2 separate regions of the Sus scrofa genome follow, and region 2 is linked to region 1. The links are chromatin contacts, called in public Hi-C maps. All regions are on one chromosome and are shown on one strand. Each heading gives the region's core, a stretch centred on a gene start, on an enhancer-like site or on the middle of the called end of the contact. The rest is flanking DNA. Distances are from core to core; before and after follow the strand shown.

Region 1 (5,750 bases), core at 658-3,157:
TCGGGAACTCCCTACCTCCTTGGTTTTGAGCCCACGTGCATGGGATTCCATGGCTGGTGGGATTTCCTTTTGGCAACTTGTCTCATCCCCTTACAAGAGATTTGGGAGTGTTTCTAGATCTCACTAGATCTATCCTCCTAATTTGTTCAGCTTTCCATAGCTTGATCTCCTAAGGGTCCCATGAAATTCCACCCTGAATAGAACTGGGAATCCAGGGCACTGGCCTATTCTGGGAAGGTTTTAAACATTTGAGTGACATTATGATGCCAGCAAGGATGGTACTGGGAGGAAGGAGGCTGGGCTGATGGCCTGGGGGGGGGGGGCGGATGGGGGGTGGCAAAAGCCAGGGTCGTTAAATTGGGAAATGCGGGCAGTTTCCATCAGCTTCCGATTCCTTCACAGCTGTGGCTGCAGCGGCCCCTTGTGGCCATTTTACACCCGAGGAAACTGGTGTCGGACAATCTTAGCGCTAAGAGGGGAGGTATCTTTCCTTCGATGGCCTCCTTCACTCCTTTGTTGCCCAAAGAAGGAAAGACACATGCCTAGGGTCACGCAGCTAGAATCGGAGTCTTTGGACTTCCAGTCTTTCTGGGACTCTTTCTTCGTACCCCTCTCAGCTCGGTGCCCGTCTGCTCTCCATAGGGGGGCCGGGGAGTAGCCTGGAGTGTAGGGCCTGTCCTTTCCCAGACCGACCCCTCTAACCCTAAGAACTGGGCACAGTCAGAAATGCAGTAAGAGGGGGGCTGTATCAATTGTCAGGGCGGCGCCGAGTTGGCCAGGTCCCGGGACCTCCAGGGGGCGCTTTGGCGCCGAGTTGGCCGGGTCCCGGGAGTCCCGCTTGAACCTGCGGAGGGCGCTCAGCCTGCTGAAGACAAAGGGAGGAGCTTTGTCAGTCCCCCCCCGCCCCCGCCCCGCCCTGAGCCGGCAACTACTGGTTGAAGCTCCGGAGTGGACCCCACCGCCTCTGATCCGCCTTGTGATCCCCTCTTCTCTCGGAACCTCCGAATAGCCTGGGGAGGTGGGCAGGCAGGATCCTTGTCACGGGTACTGAGACCAGCCAGCTACTAAGGACAGCAGCTCCCCGGCCCCCTGTCCCTGTGTCCTTCAGCAAGTCACTTAATTTTCTGTGCCGCAGTATCATCTGTGAGACGGGTGGTTATGATATCTCTGGGAAGATTGTTGTAAGAAGTGGACATAACGAATTATGTCCTGGTGCCTCATCTTGGGTAGCTGGTGTAGGAAATGTGGGGCTGCAGGGTCCAGGCTGTGCCATCAGAGCCCTGCTGTGTCTCCCTGAGGCAGGGGTGAGCTTCCCTGGACTCTGGGGTGCAGGGCGTGGGCCGCACTGCTCAGGCTGTTGCAGCCGGTGCGGCGATGGCGCTGAGAGCGGCCAGGGCTGGCGGGATCAGGGCCAGGGCCTGGGCAGGGTGTGAAGGATGTGGGCTGAATCACTCAGCAGCCCAGACACTGTGGAGTGAAGGGGCGGGAGTGCGGGGGCCGGCCAAGTCCGGCAGCACCAGGCACCAGATACCAGGCTTGGAGGCAGCCCTGCGGAAGGAGGCGAGGGCATGGCACCGGCGGCGCCAGCCCCACACCAGCTCTTATCCTGCGGGTGTGCTCCGGGAGCAGGGGTGGAGCTACAGGAGAAATGTGCCCTGGGACAGCTCAGCGTGTGTGCCTGTGTGGGGGGCATGGTCCAGGGAACCGATGAGGGTCAGGCTGCTTCTCTCCCCTCTTCTGCTGCCCACCGCCTCTGCTCCCCGCCCTTCCCCCTTGCTAAGGCCATTCTTCCTGCTCCTGGGGCTGGGGGTGGAGGAGAATGCCCCGTGGGCCCCTCCCAGCCCTGGTGGGGATACCATCTAAGACAGACAGACGGGGCGGTGTCTGCACTTGCACCAGGTCCAGGGCAGCTGACCTCCCACTGGGACTTGAGCCACACCGGCATGGCTCAGGGTGCCTGCAGGATATGCTGACACTCAGGGTCAGCTGAATGCACTTTAGAGGAAGAACTGTTTTTGGAGGTCTGGACAGGAGCAAGGATGGGGTAGCAATGGGGGGAGGGGAGCCTGGAAACTGAAGGGGCCAGTAGGGGAGGGGAGCCGGGAGCTGGGGAGGGCTCTGCGCAGAGGGCTGCCCCGCAGGAGCAGTGACCTCAGCTGCCCTGCAGGGGGAGTACGTGCCCGCCTCGCTCTTGCCTCCCGCCCACCTCCGGCAGCCGCTTCCCATTGGCTGATCCAAAGGGGCCGCGGAGATCAGCCTTGGGGCACAGAGCCAGGCCGAGAAGGGTGGAGACTAGTTCTGGAAGGAAGCGATAGAATTATCAGGGGGTGGGAGACAAATATAAATATAATCAATATGATAAAATATAAACCTTGCCCCCAGGAAACTCATCACCTGGTTGAGGAGATCAGAGGCTATAAGCTATCACCAGGAGATGTGGGGTGGGACAGCCCCAGGAGAGGGTCAGATAAAGCTCAAGGCAGGTCAGAGGTGGGAAGGAGTTGGGGAGCAGAGGGTGACAGCAGTCACAGGGCCTTGAAGGTGGTGTATTGATTTCCTGCTGCTGCTTGAAAAAGTTACCACAGACTCAGTGGCTTAAAACAACACAAGCTTACTATCTTACAGTTCCGGAGTTTCGGAAGCCTGAAATGGGTCCTACAGGCTAAAATCAAGGTCTCTGCAGAATGGCGTTCCTCCTGGAGGTTTTGGGGGAGAATCCGTTTCCTGGTCTTTTCCAGCTTCCAGGGCCGCCTGGGTTCCTAGGCTTTTGGCCCTTTCCTCCTCCAAAGTGCACCACTCCAGGGATTTCTCATTGTGCCTCAGTGGGTTATGAACCTGACTAGTATCTCGGAGGATGCAGGTTTGATCCCTGGCCTCATTAAGGATCTGGCATTGCCGTGGCTGTGGCATAGGTAGGCCGACAGCTGCAGCTCCGATTTGATCCCTAGCCTGGGCACTTCCATATGGCAGGTGCGGCCAAAGTGTATCACTCCAACCTCTCTTTCCAGGGCCACCTCTGGACCATTTGCTTCCCTCTTACAAGGCCCCTTGTGATCACCTGGTGCCCTTTTCCATGATCCGGGACAATGATCCATTGCAAGAGCCTTAACTTCATCACATCTGCTTGGTCCCTTTTTGCCACGTGGGATGCATGTTCACCAGTTCTGGGCATTAGGACTTGCACACCTTTGGAGGGTCCGGCTTGGACCTGTGATGGCTGAGAGTGAGGACCCTGCAGGTGGAGGGGCCGGCTGAGCAGGACACCTGCAGCTGCTGCCAGCACCAGGTGTGCAGTTGCAGGGAGGTGTGGTTTGGGGGAAACAGGCCTGGGGAAGCTGAAAGGCCAGAGTCTGTCCCATTTCCAAATAAACATAGTTGGCCTCTTGAGTTGAGGGAGCAAATATTGCCCCAGAAGGACGGGTGGGCCCTTGGGCGCCGGTTAGTGCCACTGTGTGGCATTCATTCCACTGTTTTATGGAAGCACCAGTCCTGGCCAGTTTCGGCTTTGTCGTTGTCCCTCAGTGGTGTACTCCATTTAGCCCAGCTCCCTTCCCACCCATGCAACCCAATCCCCCCACCCCTGACAGCTTCAGAATCAGTACTGCTCTCTCTTCCGAGAAAGCGCAGGTCTGGACTTGTGTTCCCCGGGAGGCCTTCCCCGCCTCCTCCCCTCTGATTCTCTCCTCTGACTTTACCCCCCAGCCACACCCAGCTGCTCCCAGCTCCCAGGCCCCTCATTCACTTACAAAAATCTGTGCCTCCTGAGCAGCCACCCACGCAGGCCTGGGACTTAACACATCCAACCTTCCTATTGGTGTTAGAAGCTAGCAACTGTTGAAGGCTCTTCGTCTGCCTGTTTAAATTTTATTAAAACAGGAGTTCCTGTCGTGGCACAGTGGTTAACGAATCCGACTAGGAACCGTGAGGTTGCGGGTTCGGTGCCTGCCCTTGCTCAGTGGGTTAACGATCCGGCGTTGCCGTGAGCTGTGGTGTAGGTTGCAGACGCGGCTCGGATCCTGTGTTGCTGTGGCTCTGGCGTAGGCCGGGGGCTACAACTCCGATTCGATCCCTAGCCTGGGAACCTCCATATGCCGCAGGAGCGGCCCAAGAAATGGCAAAAAGACCAAAAAAAAAAGAAAAAAATAAAATAAAATAAAGTAAAATAAATTTTATTAAAACAATTTTCAATTTTTTTTTTTTCTGTCTCTTTGTCTTTCTAGGGCCACACCTATGGCATATGGAGGTTTCTAGGCTAAGGGTATAATTGGAGCTGTAGCCGCTGGCCTGTGCCACAGCCACAGCAACGCAGGATCTGAGCCATGTCTGCAACCTACACCACAGCTCACAGCAACGCTGGATCCCAACCCACTGAGCGAGGCCAGGGATCGAACCCCCATCTTCATGGGTGCTAGTCGGTTTTGTTAACCGCTGAGCAACGACGGGAACTCCCAAATTTTCAAAATTTTATGGCCGCAGCCACAGCGTATGGAAAGCCAGAGATGGAATCCGAGATGGAATACAACTTACCCTGCAGCTGCTGCAACGCTGGATCTTTTAACCCACTATGCCTGGGGGGTGGGGGGGGCTGGGAACTCCCCAGGCACTGTTCTTTTTTTTTCCCCTTTTTTTTTAGGGCCACACCTGAGCATGTGGACCAGGCTAGGGGTCAAACTGGAGCCACAGCCTCCGCAATACGGAGTCCGAGCTGCATGCATCTGGGAACTGTGCCTCAGCTTGCAGCAACGTCAGATGCTTAACCCATTCATCGAGGCCAGGGATCGAACCTGCATTCTCAACAGACACTATGTGGGGTTCTTAACCTGCTGAGCCGCAACAGAAACTCCCAGGCACTGTTCTTTACATATGACTTTTATTTTTCTGAGGTCGGTGTTCTTAGCCCCATTTCAGAGATGAGGAAACGGAGGTTCTGAGAGAGTAACTGGCTTTGGATGACATGGCTGGAAAATAGTGGATCCATGAATCAGGGTGTATTTTATAGGGGAGGAAATTGAAGCTCGGAGAGGTTAAACGCCTGGGCCAAGGCTAAGGAGTAATTCTTAAACCGAGGTGTGGCTCGTTTCAAAGGCCAGGCTCGTCACTGTCCCGCCACACAGTCACTCATTAATCTTAACTGCCACACTACACTGCTCAGCCTCTGTCCCGCAGTTATTTGTACAGAGCTTCCCCTCTCCCACCCGCAACTCGCCAACCCTACAGAGATCTGGCCAGGGACTGGGCCCCGGGTCTCTTTCAGCTCTGTGTTCTGCATCTTGCACTGGGACCATGCAGGGCAGACAAGGGAAGAAGGAATGAATGATGCTTCCTGGGTGCGGCTCTCTGAACACAGCTCAGGGAGGCCACCTGCAGCCCGCCACCCCCACCCCCCCACCCCGGATCCAGAGGGGCTACAGTTTTAAGGCCCTGCTGGGCTCAGGCTTGGGGTCCCAGGGCATCCACATTTCTTGGCAGATCCGAAAGCCCGAGTTTATTTATTTATTTTTCACAAATGTATTTTCTATGTAGTTTTTGGAAGAGGTACTACGTGCATGATAACTGTATAAACATTTAAAAGTATGAAGGATATATGACAAAATGATAGTCTTACTGCATCTGTTGAATCCGATCTCCCAGCTCCCCTCCTGGGAAGTATCCTGGCCGTCACCTTCTTGTGTATTTTTCTAGAGCTATCCTGTGCATATACAAATATTTATTGTCCAAGTTCTTCCCTGGAGCACACATACAAAGGCTAG
Region 2 (6,342 bases), core at 3,363-5,862, 460 kb after region 1:
AGTATCAAGTATTATTTTGGAATATTTACATCAGCATATTTTCCAGCGGTACCACAACACCATGGTTGAGTGGACAGTTCCACTTAATATTTTTCGATCTAGTCAAACGCATGCCTTTACTAAATGTTCATTTTTCCATTAATGTTTTTAGACACCTACCCTGTCAATGATGCGTGAAATTGGAAATTAAACTTCATAAAAATTCATTATTGCAGAATGTAAGCAACTGCATGTTGGTGGGGAGGTCATTGATCTGAGAGGGCTGGAATTAAGTGGAGAAAGGCAGGAAAAGGACCTGAGAAAGTTACTCGAGCACTCAAATTTGGCTGCACCTCAGGATCATCTGGGGAGATTAAAAGATTTTATATGATATCACTTATATGTGGAATTTGGTAAAAGGATACAAATGAACTTTTTCGCAGAACTGACACAGACTCACAGACTTTGAAAACAAACATAGTTACCAAAGGGGATAGGGTGTGGGGGGAAGGATGGACTGGGGGTTTGGGATGGGCGGATGCACCCTGAGGCCTATGGAATGACCGACCAACCGGGACCTGCTGTAGAGCACAGAGAACTCTACCCAATATTCTGTGATCTGTGTGGGAAAAGCATCTGAACGAGACTGGATTGTGTACATGTGTAACTGAATCCCTTTGTTGCACAGCAGAAATTATCACAACCTCATACATCAACTATACTTCAATAAAACTTTTAAAAATGAAAAAAAAATGTTAATGCCCAGGCCACATTAGAGATAATTAAATCAAGGCTGTTAAAGGTTGGAACTCAGGCATCCGTATATTTTAAATCTTCCCAAGTAATTACTATGTACAACTAAGTTTGAGAACTTATGGCTTTAGTAGCTTCAGATGAGTGCTTTTTTATTTGTTTGTTTATTCCCCATATTACTAATTTTTTAACATTCTCAGCATTAATGATGGTTAACAGAAAAATACGAATATCTTTCATGTCACTCCCAAATGTTTGTGAACAGCATTTCACTTTACAGAATTGTAGAGAACTGTATCCAGGAAAGAGAGCGGAATAAAAACTTAAAAGTAAGACAAGTGCTAAAAAAGATTCACAAAATTTTGCAAACTTTCTTCCACCTAGGTTTAGCAAAATATCTTTCAGGTGCTCCATCAAATATTCTCCCAAAGCATTAGGCTCCTATAACGAGTTTCTATGATGAAAATTTGCCGTATTAACGTTAGCCTTTTCATTTCTTTTACTCCTTAGATTTTTTTTTCACAGTCAAGTAAAATATTAACATATGCAGATAAGAGGCACCTAAATCTCTAAGCCTAGTGATTAAAAGATTTCATCTCAGGAGCACCTAAATAAAATTGTCCTTAAAGAAATATCAGGTTGGTTTTGTATTTCTCAAATGCACATTTTACATTTTTCTAATAGCTAATTAGGCATCATGCATTAGTTCAAACCAAAAAAATAGTAGCATTATAAGAAAATATAGCAATCAGCTGATTGATTCCACTGGTTTAAAAGATGAGGCAGATAAAGTCTAGAAAGCTTAGCCATGCCCTCTAGAGACTCAGATCTCATCCCTACCTACCTCTGACACATGGAAACACCTGAACTAAAGTAAACATAGCTTTTAAAACCCATAGCAAATTAAAAATAACAATTCTAAATGCATGAACTATTGAAAAACCAAAATAATGAAGGTATGAGCCTCTTAAGCTGGAACCATCTTGTAAAAATGCCAATAACTGCAAGAAAAAGTAAGCCTAAAATAGATACTAGAGGTTGGATATTTTTGCTTTCTTTACAGACAGTCTTAAATAAATTATTTAAAACAGACTATACATAGCATGGAGATTTTTTTTTTCCTGGCTTCACCCACAGCATATGGAAATTCCCCAGCCAGGGAACAGCGACCAGAGGCACTGAAGAGACAATACCAGATCCTTAACCCACTGAGTGAGGCCAGGGATTGAACCTGCATCCTCATGGATGCTAGTCAGAATCATTTCCACTGAGCCATGACGGGAACTCCCTGAGGTTTTTTAAAGCTTATGTTATGTCAAATGATATACCACACGATTTCCCTGGGAAAAAAAATAACATAATCCCCAAATTACCTTTTATGGACATTGAGAAATATTGTACCACAGTTACATATACACCTATTTAGCTTTTCATGACAGGAAATGGACATTAAACAATGGTATTATTTTCTGAGTATGCAGTAGATATTGGTGGCCCCAATGAATCTATACCCCTCAGGACTCAGGCCTTTCTGTAGTTTCTCCCTCAATCACTTTGGCCTGGGCCACGTAACTTGATTTGGCCAATGGAACATCAGCAGACATGACAAAGCAAAGGTTTAATGCATGCTTATGCAACAGGGCTCACCCTCTTGGAATGCTCCCATGTAGGAAGTCCATTTACCCTGAGACTACCATGCTATGAAGAAGTATCAGCTAGCCTCATGGAGAGGCCACATGAAGGAAAACGGAAGAACACAGCCAACGGCCAAAACTGAAGCTCCAGACATATGACTCAGAGCAAGCCATTCCAGCCTGTCCCCAACCATTCAAGCTGACCCAGCTGAGGCCCCAGACATCATGGAGCAGAGATGAGCCATCCTGGTATTCTAAACCTGAAATTCTGATCCATAGAATTATGAACAGATAAGACGGCTGTTGTTTTAAACCAGTAAGAGTTGTGCTAGTATCTCGTGAACCAATGAGTAAGCAAACAGATCATTAAAAAGGGATGAGACTGGAGTTCCCATTGTGGCTCAGTGGGTTAAGGACTTGACATGGTCTCTGTGAGGATGCAGGTTCAATCCCTGGCCTAGCTCAGTGGGTTAAGGATCCAGCAAGCTACGGCATAGGTCAAAGATACGGCTCAGATCCAGTGTTACTGTGGCTGTGAGGCAGGCCTACAGCTACAGCTCAGATTCCACCCCTAGCTGGGGAATATCCACAGGCCATGGACGTGGCCCTAAAAAGAAGAAGAAGAAAAAAAAAAAAAAAAAAAGACTAGTTTCTCTCCTGCGACTCTCAAAGAAGCAGTGTGGGGACAGCATAAAAAGTCCTGTGAAATATTAACAATATTGAAAATAATTATTTTAATTTAAGAAAATAAAATAGAAGTGTCTATCATTTGCTCAGTGACAAAAAGCTGATTTAAAGCTAGTCCATTAGCCTTTCCACCAGGCTTTTGGTCATTTAACACTGCAACAGAGCTCCACAGAAGTCCTGGTCCAGTAACCATGGATGAAGGACCAAAGCTGCCAGGAGAAGAGCCAAGGTCTTCCCTCTTCGAAGACGGCAGAGAGTGACGCCACTGCTCATGCACGGTCACAGCTGTCCTCTAGGTCTCTTCACAAATGAGGACCAAGAAAAATAACTCCAACTCAGTGAGGAGGGCATTCTCTGCTCTTCCCTGAGAGCTTGTTAGGAAGCCCGGATAAATTCTTCTCCTTCTAGTCTTTGAGTTTGGATTTCTTTTGACTCTACATTTAAGTTCCGCATTCCAGGGACATTAGCAACTTCTCTGCAAATGCTTCTGCCGACAACGAGTACCACAGGCACCAGCGAGTACCACAGGCACCGCGCAGGCGCAGGCGCAGATCAAGTTTCACCGAAAGGGGATCTTTTTCAGTGTAGGTAAGCAATGCTCTTCTCCACCAAGAAACTAAAAGGTGAACCTACACAGGCCGGCAGCTACAGCTCCAATTTGACCCAGGGCCTGGGAACTTTCATATGCCATGGGTGTGGCCCTAAAAAAAAGGGGGGGAAAAAAATGAAACCACACAGATGAAGATGATCAAGATTACCAGGTAGCTATTTAGTTATAATGTTTAAATACTTAAGTCATTAAGACCCTTCGATATTGTCCATTCACTCTAGGCATGTTTTCTCGCAATACTGAACATTACATACTAGTCTTAGATGGCCTGTAATCAAGAAATACTCTTAGCAAACTCATAGACTTGGAGAACAGACGTGTGGTTGCTAAGGCGGAGGGGGAAGGAGTGGAATGAACTGAGAGTTTGAGGTTAGTAGATGCAAATCATTGCATTTGGAGGGGATAAGCAATGAGATCTGCTGTACAGCACAGGGAACTACATCTAGTCACGTGCGATGGAACTTGATGGAAGGTAATGTGAGAAAAAGAAGGTTGTGTGTATGTGAGAGAGAGAGAGACAGACAGACTGGATCACTTGGCTATACAGCAGAATTTGACAGAACACTGTAAACCAACTATAATAGAAAAAAAATAAAAATCTTGCCCCGAAAAAAATACTTTTAGGATTTTACATATTTGTGTAAAAGATAGATAGATGATAGACATAAACACCCTGAAGTGTTTTGTTGGCTGTTTGTGTATCATAACAATGTTGGTTTCTCTGACTTACTAGATGCCTGGGATGGTTTCCGTGTCTGACTCACTCCCCATCTCATTTATTTCTATTACAACATCTACATGTCACCATCTTTCTGAAAGGGATTAGAGGGTTTCTAAAATATATTAGCAGTGAGGTCACACAAAAAGGAAAAGAAGACAGTGTCTCTGACACACTTCGTGATCTGATGACCTAACCAGACTGGGAGTTTTACTGAAGAACTCTGTGTGTGTGTGTGTGTCTATGTGTTTGTGTGTAAGTGTGTGTAAATCATACCAGTACACTGAGTGGCCTACTCACCAAAACTTCTCTTTGAAATTTAAATTAGGAGCCATCTAATAAAATTATGAGTCATCTAATAAAAACTACAAGTCTATTTATGCTCACTTGTAAAGTATGTGTACACAACACTAATGTGTGTGTGACATACACACACAGATAGAGAAAAAGAAATTTTTACAGTAGCAGCTCTTCTTGACTGAGCTTCTCATTCATAATCTCATTTAAGGCTTATGGCAATCCCACAAGGTATTATTATCCTCATTTTTGAGTTGAGGAAACTGGGGCTCAAAGGGACTGAATTCATTGACCTCTGGTCATATGGCTAAAAATGGTGGAACCAGAATGTGTACAATGTACTGGCTCTTTGTACTGTGTCACAAAGTCAAAAATGGTTGCAAAAAAACCTAAATGTCCATCGACAGAGGAATGGATGAAGAAGCTGTGGTACGTATATACAATGGAATATTACCCAGCCATAAACAAGAATGAAATAAGGCCACTTGCAGCAGCATGGATGGACCTAGAGATTATCAAACTAAGCAAAGTAAGTCAGACAAAGACAAATATCATATGATATCACTTATCTGTGGATTCTAGTAAAAATGATACAAAAGAACTTATTTATAAAACAGAAACAAACTCACAGATTTCAAAATCAAAATTATGGTTACCATAGGGGAATCCTTGGGGGGTGGAGGGATAAATTAGAGGATAGGAATAATGTATACACACTGCTGAATATAAGATAGACAATTAACAAGAACCTGCTATTATAGCACAGGGAAATCTACTCAATAGCCTATAATAATCTACATGGAGAAAAAGAGTGGATATATGTATACGTGTAGCTGATTCACTTTGCTACACATCTGAAACTAACACAACACTGTAAGTCAACTCTACCCCAATAATTTTTTTTAAAAAACAAATACACTTAGAATGGGTAAGCAATGAGGTTCTACTGTCCCTACTGCTCAGAGAACTATAGCCAATCTCTTGGGACAGAACATGATGGAAGGTAGCATGAGGAAAAAAAAAAAAAAAAAAAGGAGTTCCCATCGTGGTGCAGTGGAAACGAATCCGACTAGGAACCATGGGGTCGTGGGTTCTATCCCTGGCCTCGCTCAGTGGGTTAAGGATCCGGCATTGCCATGAGCTGTGGTGTAGGTCGCAGATGTGGCTCAGATCTGGTGTTGCTGTGGCTCTGGTGTAGGCCGGCAGCAACAGCTCCAATTCAACCCCTGGCCTGGGAACCTCCATATGCTGTGGACGTGGTCCTAGAAAGGACAAAAAACTAAAGACGAAACAAGGAAGTGCACGCAGTCAGAACTTCACAGAAGGAAACTGAAATATGCAAAACCGTCCCTTTGCCCAAGTGCAATTCCTGGCACCCATAATCATGGTAGGCAGTCCTGATAATTACTACCTTTGCTGGTGTCATGATAAGGAAACTGATTTGAGCTGAGAGACGTAGAGAAAGCATGTCTCTTCAGTCAATCTCTTTCTATCCTCTGGAGGTTTTTCTCCCATGCCCGTTCAGAGAGCCATCCCCGACCCCTTCTGCCCGGTTCCACCAAGTCCAGTCCCATGACTGCCTCACACCCTTCCCAAGCATCCAGCCATGACCACATGGCCTTTCCCCCCACAGGAGGCCCCCGCCTGTTTTTCCAGAGGGTGGC

Evidence for each region. Hi-C and Micro-C count contacts between places; a contact is called where the count stands out from the background.
Region 2: a Hi-C map of omental adipose tissue shows a contact between it and region 1, with 1.9 times the contacts expected there. The contact joins two enhancer-like sites. A contact is called at or near these places in 15 of 47 Hi-C or Micro-C datasets (embryonic fibroblasts, epiblast stem cells, fetal heart ventricle and 10 more).

Annotation. Positions count from the first base shown.
Region 1 is chr12:21,089,959-21,095,708 of Sscrofa11.1, forward strand. No RefSeq gene overlaps it. Among named protein-coding and RNA genes, the nearest start is that of KRT19, 23 kb to the right of the region's middle. Within about 2 kb of position 1,908, at least 26 of the 83 cell types and tissues checked have an H3K27ac peak or open chromatin away from gene starts, as enhancers often do. A contact at or near this core is called in omental adipose tissue, where this site is marked.
Region 2 is chr12:21,550,104-21,556,445 of Sscrofa11.1, forward strand. No RefSeq gene overlaps it. Among named protein-coding and RNA genes, the nearest start is that of KRT23, 26 kb to the left of the region's middle. Within about 2 kb of position 4,613, at least 6 of the 83 cell types and tissues checked have an H3K27ac peak or open chromatin away from gene starts, as enhancers often do. A contact at or near this core is called in omental adipose tissue, where this site is marked.